2 separate regions of the Hordeum vulgare genome follow, and region 2 is linked to region 1. The links are chromatin contacts, called in public Hi-C maps. All regions are on one chromosome and are shown on one strand. Each heading gives the region's core, a stretch centred on a gene start, on an enhancer-like site or on the middle of the called end of the contact. The rest is flanking DNA. Distances are from core to core; before and after follow the strand shown.

Evidence for each region. Hi-C and Micro-C count contacts between places; a contact is called where the count stands out from the background.
Region 2: a contact with region 1 is called in a Hi-C map of seedling, with 1.5 times the contacts expected there. The contact joins the promoter of LOC123449881 here to the enhancer-like site in region 1. A contact is called at or near these places in 2 of 6 Hi-C or Micro-C datasets (leaf and seedling).

The regions. Positions count from the first base shown.
Region 1 is chr4H:594,929,453-594,934,180 of MorexV3_pseudomolecules_assembly, reverse strand. No RefSeq gene overlaps it. Among protein-coding and RNA genes, the nearest start is that of LOC123449881, 36 kb to the left of the region's middle. Within about 2 kb of position 2,265, at least 2 of the 3 cell types and tissues checked have open chromatin away from gene starts, as enhancers often do. A contact at or near this core is called in seedling, where this site is marked.
Region 2 is chr4H:594,965,433-594,970,160 of MorexV3_pseudomolecules_assembly, reverse strand. LOC123449881 (transcription factor bHLH57-like) reads left to right here and starts at 2,228. Exons shown (of 4, transcript XM_045127240.1): 1 at 2,228-2,652; 2 at 3,074-3,475; 3 at 3,571-3,948; 4 at 4,700-4,728. The coding sequence starts at 2,611.

The sequences.
Region 1 (4,728 bases), core at 1,016-3,515:
TATCTTTGCGCGGGCTCGGAGTTGCGTGACATTCAGTCCCCAGCACGTAGTACACAGTAAAGTTCAGGGTACCTGAACATGTCTGGGAACTCAACCGAAACACACACACACGCGCGCGCGTCTAGGGTTTTCTTCACAAAACTCTCAACGTGTGGATGGAGTACTATGTAAGTATGTATTAGCGCGTTTACTCTTTTAATAATGGCAATTCGACCATGTTAAAAAAACCATTGACCCTCGTCAGAGTAGTACGTGCATACAGTCAGCGGCCCTACTTCATCATCAATCATCGTGTTTGCAACATAATAATGCTAGTCATTTTGGCAATCGCGCACCGGCGTGGGGCTGCCGAGGCCGGAAAACCGTCAGCCACGGCCGTGTGATCCGGCTTGCGTGAGACGATCCGCCGATCCGTCCATGTACGCACTTGTTCCAGTACGTTCGTAGCACATCATGCCGGCTCGTGCCAGCCGCCATTTAAGCCGAGATGACGCCGTCCGGCCCTACGTTACACGTACATGAACAACGGAATTTCAACAAAAAAAAGAAAAAAAAACGGATACAGGTCCCTACAGGTCCCAATCACCAATTCGGCATCATGTTGTAGCAATGTGATTGGGCCTTGGGCCCCAATGTAGGAAGGGGCAACCACAATAGGAAAGGCTATTTCTCGCCTCTGGCGCTGGCGCTGATTGCGCCGTTGCAAGACATAACATGCTCTTATCGAAAGCAAACTAGTTAGCGAGCACTCTTTCAAAAGTCTTTCACTAATTACTTTTACGCATCATCACTTGGTTCGTTCTCAGCCGTCATCACGTATCGCGTTTTGAATGTTTTCTTCGGATTTCGTTTTTTATTTTTCCGTACGTGTTTTTGGCTTTTTAGATTGTTTTTCCGGGTTTTAAGGTGGTGTTTCAGTTTTTCATCAGTCATTCTTAACTTTTTGACAGAAAAAATATTTCAAAAAATAATTGTGCAAAAAAAGATGTTTTCTATTTTTTTTCACGAGACACACGGTTTTGCTTTTTGAGAGGCTCGGTTTTGCGTTCGCGAAAGGCACGGCCGTGTCACTCGCAAACGAAAAAAACACGTTTTCTGCTCTCTTTTTTCCGACAAACACGATTTTTATTTTGTGAGAGGCACGGTTTTGTGTTCGTGAGAGGCACAGCCATGCCTGTCGGAAATGAAAAAAATACGTTTTTATGCGAGAGGCACGGATTTGCGATTGCGAGAGGCACGACCGTGCCTCTTGGGAACAAAAAAAACGCGTTTTCTGTTTTTTGCGAGAGACACGGTTTTGCTTTCTTGAAAGTCATTATTTTTCTTCTACTAGAGGCACGATCGTGCCTTCGGATCCGAAATAAGGCATTTCTATTTTTTTACGAAAGGCACGGTTTTTTGCTTTCGCAAGAGGCACCATTTTGCCTTCACGAGAGCCACTGCCATGCCTATGGAAAATGGAGAAAAAACATGTTTTTTTCTACCACGAGAGACACGGCTTTTCCGTCTCATTTTTTTAAGTTTGTCAAAACCTCTCAACATGAGATTTAGTTTTAAAGATCTCAATGCGAGGAACCCAACAGTAAAAACGGTTCGAGATTTGGACGCACGGTTTAAGAGATAAAATATTTTGAAAATACGAATATACGAAAAAGGAAAAACTCGCAGATTGCGACAAGTTGCACACATGAAATGCGTCGCTTGTTCTGATCTATGGAGGTGGAAGTGATCTTAAAAAGAAATACTCATCAATTAATAATTTTGGGCCTTGTCTCTGGCGCTGGGACGCCCTCGCCTTTGGTAGGCCAACACGTCTAAGCAGTTTTGGAAACATTTCGTGCATTATTTCTTTTTCTGTTTAATTAGATCATCATCGAAATGGTATTACCCACTGTCTAGCTAACATTGGTTATTCGGGATATAACACCGTCTCTTGATTGCGCGGTGTTTCAAACAGTTTCTCTAGTTTTGTATTAGAGATTGTAGCACTATTTTAGAGGAATAAATTTAATATTCTCGCACACAAAAAAAAGTTTCTACTTACCGAAAGCACCTAATTAAGGGGTGTCCCTTGCAAGAGCCCCGCAAGGATCATTTTAATAAAAAAAACGTTTCTAATCATCCGGCTGATTTCAGCCCAAGCGTAAGCCGCACATGATTCTACGTTTGTTCTCGTGATAGACAGCGTTCCCGCTAGTGAACCTTTGGTGTGTCGACGTGGGACATCTCCTGCTGCCTGTTTATCTCACGCACATGCATGTGCAGCTCGCCCATGCGCCCAGTGGCGGAGGCTGTGCTGGCTGGGCCTTGACCCCTCTATGTTCTCACAAATACACCTATATGTATTTTTATTCCTTTATTTTTTAAGTAAAATTAGTTAGATTTAGGCGATTTGGCACCCTCTAACAATATATGATACTCCCTCCGTCTCAAAATAAATGTCTTAAGCTTAGTACAAATTTGTACTAGGGCTTATATAAAGTTGAGACAGTTATTTTGGGACGGAGGGAGTATGTTTTAACCTCTTTTAGACTCAGTTTCTGGCTCCGCCACTGCATGCGCCTACACTGGTTTTGCTGCTACTCGCCCTCTCGTCTGCCCTGCCCTTCCCTATCATAGACGCCAACCTCGCCATAGCTCCACATTCTCAGTTTTGCATACATTAATCATTTTGAGCAAGCTAGCTCTACGCACATTAGTACTCACCATTATTAACAACAAGAGAAGATGGTGATCAGTTTACAATGCAATTAAGGCCAACAATCCAGCAAGACTTTGAGTGCTTTTTTGGATGATCTTAAGTGTTTGTTGTAACTAAGGTCCGTGCTATAAAGTGATTTTCGTGTTATATAAGTGTTTGGCTCGCCGTGTTATATAAGTGTATTATATTTTTCAATTCATGTTTTGTTATAAACAAAATGGTTATTTGCTGTATAGGAAAGTCAGTAGCGTGGACGCTATAAGGATGTGTGGCGCTACTACATAAAACTGACACTATGAGACTTCTGCTATAAAGTTGGACGTGTGGCGCTGGGTGGCCGATCAATGTTGCTGCAAACTGGACATGCAATCCTATAACTCGCGCCATATTCAACCATCGCTAGCTATTTGGTCCATGCTAGGATGCCTCCAAAGCTAGTGGAAGTTGTACGCGACGATCTGGACAAGTTAGCTATTTAGGTGCGATCACCATTTGCATCATGACTCATGTTGTACTCGCCATTTGCCACATGGTCCATGTTGTGCTCGAGAGGTTTTGCAACTAGACCGGCATTGCATAGAATCATTGCAACACATCATCGTCAATATTGTGCCCATCACGACATATCCCATGTTGCAATCACAACCTCTCTCAAGTTACATCCGCCGCCGCACAAAATCGCCAATGTTGTGGCAATCGCAACATGTCCCATGTTGCAATCACAACCTCTCCCATGTTGCAGCCATCGCCGCACAACATCGTCCATGTTACGGTCACAACATGTCCCATGTTGCAAACACAACCTCTCCCATGTTGCACCCATCGCCGCACAACATCGCCCATGTTGTGGTCGCAACATGTCCCAGGTTGCAAATCATAACCTCAACCATGGCCGCACAACAACACCCATGTTACAATCGCAACCTCTACCATGTTGCAGCCATCGCCGCACAACATCACCCATGTTGCGATCACAACATGTCCCATGTTGCAATCACAACCTCTCCCATGTTGCAGCCATCGCCACACAACACCGCCCATGATGCGGTCGCAACACCACCGACTTTCAAGCCGACACAATATGTCCCACGTTGCAATCGCAACATCTCCCAAGTTGGAGGTGTCGTGGAAACAACATCGCACAAGTTGCAGCCCCAACACATCGACAACCATGCTGGTGGTGGTGACGTTGTGAATTGGGGCGGCCTCATGTTGCATAACAACACAGATGCCCTTGCAGGAACACGTTGTCCTTGGGCTTCGTCTTGGAGCATCACGAGACACTTTCGGAGACACCTTGTATCAATTGGTGCTCTCTTGCAGCACCCAACGAAGCTACACCACTCATGGTGTTGTGGTCGAACAGTCAAACATTTACAAGTTGGATATGTGACGCTGCAAGCTCAATCGCTCGCCGCTGATGTTTTTGTTGCGGCAAAGTTGTATCACCATGTCACAAAGCCAACCACGATAGTACAAAACTTATTGCCGCTACGATAGTAATCGTTTCCCGACATTTTTTAATTGTTGTGATAGTTTAAAAAAATACTTGATAGGCTAATCTAACGTTGCATGTCCCCACAAAAAATAAAAATAAAAAAATCTAACCTCGCATGTGAAATAGCTATGGCACACTTGTGCTTTGTTTGTTGCTAGCTTAGATAAAAAAACTTATGTATGGAAGCAAACTATAGTGGCTAATCGGTTCATGGGAGCACGTGAATGGCATAGGCTTGGACCGATTCGGTAGAAAAATAAGGGAAAAAGTCCAAAAAAACCTTGAACTGGTAGACGGTGGCGAGATCGCACCCCGAAGTGGTAATCCCTGAAGTTTGCACTCTCAAGTCAGTAATCCCGGTCTAAAAATAACCTTGACAGCGTTTTAGGCTAAAATCGCTGACGTGGCAATGGTCAACCGGGATTGACCTGAAATGTGGGCCAGACAGGGGTAGTGATGACCCGTGCGGGCGCATCTGTTCGAACAGATTTGGGGGAAATTGGGAGCTAGGGTTCATCCTACAGGGAGA
Region 2 (4,728 bases), core at 979-3,478, 36 kb before region 1:
GTCTTCATGTGTCTTTATACAAACCCCTGGATCGAATCGTCGGCATACACGATAAGAGTGTTGTGTCATGAATCTCTGTAAAGTTTCAGGTCATTTGAAGCAAGTTAATTTTTCTGCCTTTTTATCGGTTTTCCGGTCAAGAATTCCAGTTTCCACATATTTCCCTCTCAGTGATGTACCTTGCATATTCCGAGAGAAAAGACATAAGAGTTGTACGATAATACTAGATAATGAACTTGATCAACAAAAATATCAATAGTAATTCATGATGCAAAATGAGCGTATCAGTCCCCAACTTGGAGATCGGTTCAGGGGGGCTACTTATGGTGTGCGCGACTAGGGGGTGCTCACCACATCGTCTCTAGACTATGAGGGCCAGGTCGAGGACCCCCATGACGGTTCACTAATGGGCCATTTCGGGTAGCGCATGATGTATACGAGGAAGATTCTACAACACTTGGTGATCAAGACAATGACTCTCCCCACTGACGTAGTCGACTATGACTCTTATTATCCTAGGCCTCTCGTGCATCATATAAGTTAAGGTCAGTCGATAGATCATGATGATACATATACATGCATCATAACCCCTAGGTTTTAGCCCACAATCTCTCGATCTCGAGGTAGATAAACTTCGTAATTGATACAACATCAATACAACAAGAGCAAGACGAAGGTTTTACCTCCATCAAGAGGGCCCTCGGTAAAAAGCCGTGCATTCTTTGTCTCATGTTACCTTTGATCCGATCTCACAGCTCAGACCCCCCTACCCGAGATATGTCGGTTTTGATGCCTACAACCACTTCATATGGGGATGAGAACATGTGATCTAGCCTTCAAACATAAAGATAAGTCGTGTTACACCTTACCCTAACCCTAAACCCGAGTATCTGCAGCCCCCACACCACCCCTTCACTCGCCCTGGATAGCCTGGACAAAAAACACCACTCAACCGTACCCCTCAAATCCAACCTAAATGTTCGGGCTGTTAGGCACCGTCATATCTAGTCCTTGTTTGGGGTGTATATGGGTATGTGTGAACACGCGTCCGCCAGGAACGATCCACCAGGTCGGTTCGACTCCAAATTCCTTCAAACTGACCAAGTCAACCGAATCGATCACAACTTCCTCGTTTGCCTCACATTCCCGCCTCCGAGCATCGCCATCCTCCACCATTGCTTTGCGTCTGTGTTGCCATATTTGTGTGTCATCCAAGATGTCGAAGCCCACTATCCCGTCCCCCACCACCATGGACTATGGCTCGACGAATTCCCTGAGGGCCCCAACCGTCGCAAGCAATCTGGGCACGATACCAGGCAACGCGCCCATGAAGGTGCCAAGAAGGAAGCTCCGGAGAAGGGAGGCCGCCAACATGGACTTTGCGGCTACGGTGTCCGCCCTCGCCACAAGAAGGTACCCACCCTCAGCCATACCCTACGTCGTTTCAAACTTGCAATGGTCGGGCATTAGAGGTGCGTGGATGTAGGAGGAAGCGGCCACCATCGAGGACATGGCGTACGACTCACCATAAGGGCATCTTCAATGGTTGTATGATCATCGTTGGTAAAATTGACACATAGATGATTTTGATGACATGACGCATAATAAAAGAAGAGAGAGAATGGAATGGTATGAACTTAAAACAACGGTTCACGCACAAGCTCCGAGGCAAGCATGGTTATTTCTTCCATGTTTAATGAACCCGCTTAGTTATTTTACATGCGATTAACATACACTCCATTGAAGAGCCTGTATGATGTGATGTTGGTTGTTGATGTGAATACTTATATCAACGATTGAACATACAGACTGTTGAAGATGCTCTAACTCCAACAATCGCGGACAACGTTGGAAAACACATGCCCACGTGTGTCATGTGTCTATGTATGAATTGTATAACTTTATTTTGGCATGTGTTGATTGTTGAATCGTGATTTATTTTGGTTTGTTGAATTGCTGATGAATTGGTGTTACATGATCTATGTGCATGTCTTTACATAAAAATAGGGTAAGGGTTTGAATGTGAAAGGCACGGCTGCAAAGAGAGAGCTGGAGGGCGGCCAAGCCAAGGCAGGGGCGCAAAGCGGGCGGACCTGCCGGCGCCCACGGCCCACCCATGGCCTGCCGCTGTCCTCGTGCCGGACAAATCCCCCGCGCCAATCCACGCTCCCTACCTTCTTCCTCCTCAGCCCCCTGCCGCCGCCTGCACCGTCAATAACTCATTCACTTGTTACACTGATCAATCGCTTCAAATTAATCCCTGCCTACTGCCATGGCCTACCAGCTCCATCCATCTCTCTCTCTCACCCCACACATGCAACAAGAGACAACTCCTCCGTCCCCTATCTTAGGTTGTTGGCCTCCCTTGCCATTGCCTTGCCACTGCTGCTGCTACAAGTAGAGTGGGAGGGAGGGGAGACCATATTTATTGCAACAGTAGAGCTGCTCCACTTACACTGGTGAAGAAGGAGGAGGAGCAGCAGCAGCAAGAGAGGAGGAGGAGGAGCCGCTGTTGCTCGGTCGCTCGCTCGCTGCCCCAGGGGCTCATTACTCATTAGCGCAGTTATTGCTAACCCTGTTTGCTGCCTAGACACGCTCCATCTAGCAGTAATGGAGAGGATGCAGCTGCAAGGCCCCATCCTCACTTCCCTGGTAAGCCCCGCACTACTCCTCTTCCCCTTCAATTCGCCCTAGTAATTGAGCGTGCGTGCGCGCGCGCAGCTTCCATTCGAGGTCTCTGCGGCATGGAGAGACCGTCGTATTAAGTGCCACCGCCCGCTTGCTGCGGCATGGCAGCTTCCCTTCCCTTCTCCTGCGTGCGTCTAGTCTAGTTTAGTGCCTCATCTGCTCCTTCCCCAGTGCTGCTCCAATGGCCCTGACCGTTGATGGCTAGCCTAGCCTAGCCTAGCTAGCCCTGCGCGCGCACGCTCGCGCCATTCAATGCCTCCTCGTCGTAGCGTCTCTTTTATGGCGTTGCCGCGGTTGCCTTTTCTTGCTAACGTGTTGCTTTCTTCCCTGTGCTGTTGCCGGTCCTTCTTCTTGGCTCATGGTGGTGGTGGCGGTGATGGATCAGTGCTGGGCGGACCAGGCGGCGGCGAGCGCGAGCGCCGCGCAGGTGCCTTTCCTGGCGCTGCTCCAGGGCGCCATGGGCGACGGTGGACCAGGTGCGAAGCGGGAGTCTTACAGCGGCGGCGCTGGCTTCGCGTGCCGGCCGGCTGCGTCCGACGTCGACCTGCTCGAGAGCTGCGTCACGCAGCTGCCGGCGCCCCCTGCGATCGAGGCGCCCGCGGCGAAGCGGAGGAAGCGGCCGAGGACGCGCCCGCGCGCCGCGCCTCCGCCGGAGAAGCGCAAGAAGCCGGAGGAGGCCGAGTGCCAGCGGATGACCCACATCGCCGTCGAGCGCAACCGCCGCCGCCTCATGAACGACCACCTCGCCTCCCTCCGCTCCCTCATCCCCTCCGACTACATCCCACGAGTAAGCCAAGCATGCGCACTCAGCAAATGAGATTAATTTGTCACCTCCCCGATCCTTTTCCTTTCTTGCTAACGTTTGCAATGCACCCTACCTAGGGTGACCAAGCGACGGTGGTGGGGGGAGCCATCGACTACGTGAAGCAGCTGGAGCAGCAGCTGGTGGCGCTGCAGGCGTTAGCGGCAGCTCAGCGCGGCGAGGGCCCCGTGGGCACGGCGGCCACGGCGGCATCGGACGGCGTGTTCGTGTCGCCGCAGTACACGAGCTTCTCGGAGGCCCGCGGCATCGGCGGCGGCGTGGACGTGGAGGCGATGTCCGCGGTGGGGGGCCACGTGAGGGTGCGCGTCGCGGGGAGGCGGTGGCCAGGGCGGCTCGTGCGGGCCGTGGCCGCCATGGAGAACCTCCGCATGGCCGTCCTGCACCTCGCCGTCACCTCCGTGGGCCACGACGCCGTCGTCTACTGCTTCAACCTTAAGGTAGCGAGCCAATCATCTCAAAGCTACACCAGTTTTACGTCTCGTCTTGACTTTGCTCAACTTTAACCGCCGGCCCGCCCCCCATTGCTTTCCTGCTCCACCGTTTTCGTTCTTCATTCATTGCATTCCACTGTCGCAAATAGTCGCCATTTTGTTCTCATTACAGGCTATACTTGCCGTTAACCATTTAGAGCGAGAATCAAAACTGATTACACGAGATATGTCATCGTCACTGAAAACTTGGAATCTAACATGCAGATGACCAGTGTTTGTGTGTTCCATGATGCATGATGTGTCATGCGTATGTGTGTGGTACCTGCATGCGGAAAGCGAACTCGCCGTTTTTGCTCCTGGACTGGAGCGTGGCCTGGGGTTTCGAGCGAGATCGGCAGCGGCCCTCTCGTACGAACGTACACTTTCCGTTAGAGATAGGATTAGTAGTGAGTGTGTATTGAAGGTCTGTATGTAGCTGGAGCGTTCGAATACGATGGACGCCGGGTACAGCGTAGTACAGACAGCCCGGCTTAATGGACAAGTAGGTGATTACAAGCCCCAGCTTTCGTCCCGTGTCTTGTTCTTCTTGTCATGGATCAAACAAACATCCAAATACACTGACTACATCTACATGCATGCATGTCCAACCTAACGATCTTGTACATATCCCATTGCCATGCATTTCCCTCATGGGAGAAGATAACGGTCGTTTCTACGGTGAATTTGTGACTGATTCTGGTTGATGCTCCGTGTGCAGATGGAGGACGGGTGCGAGGTGTCGACGGC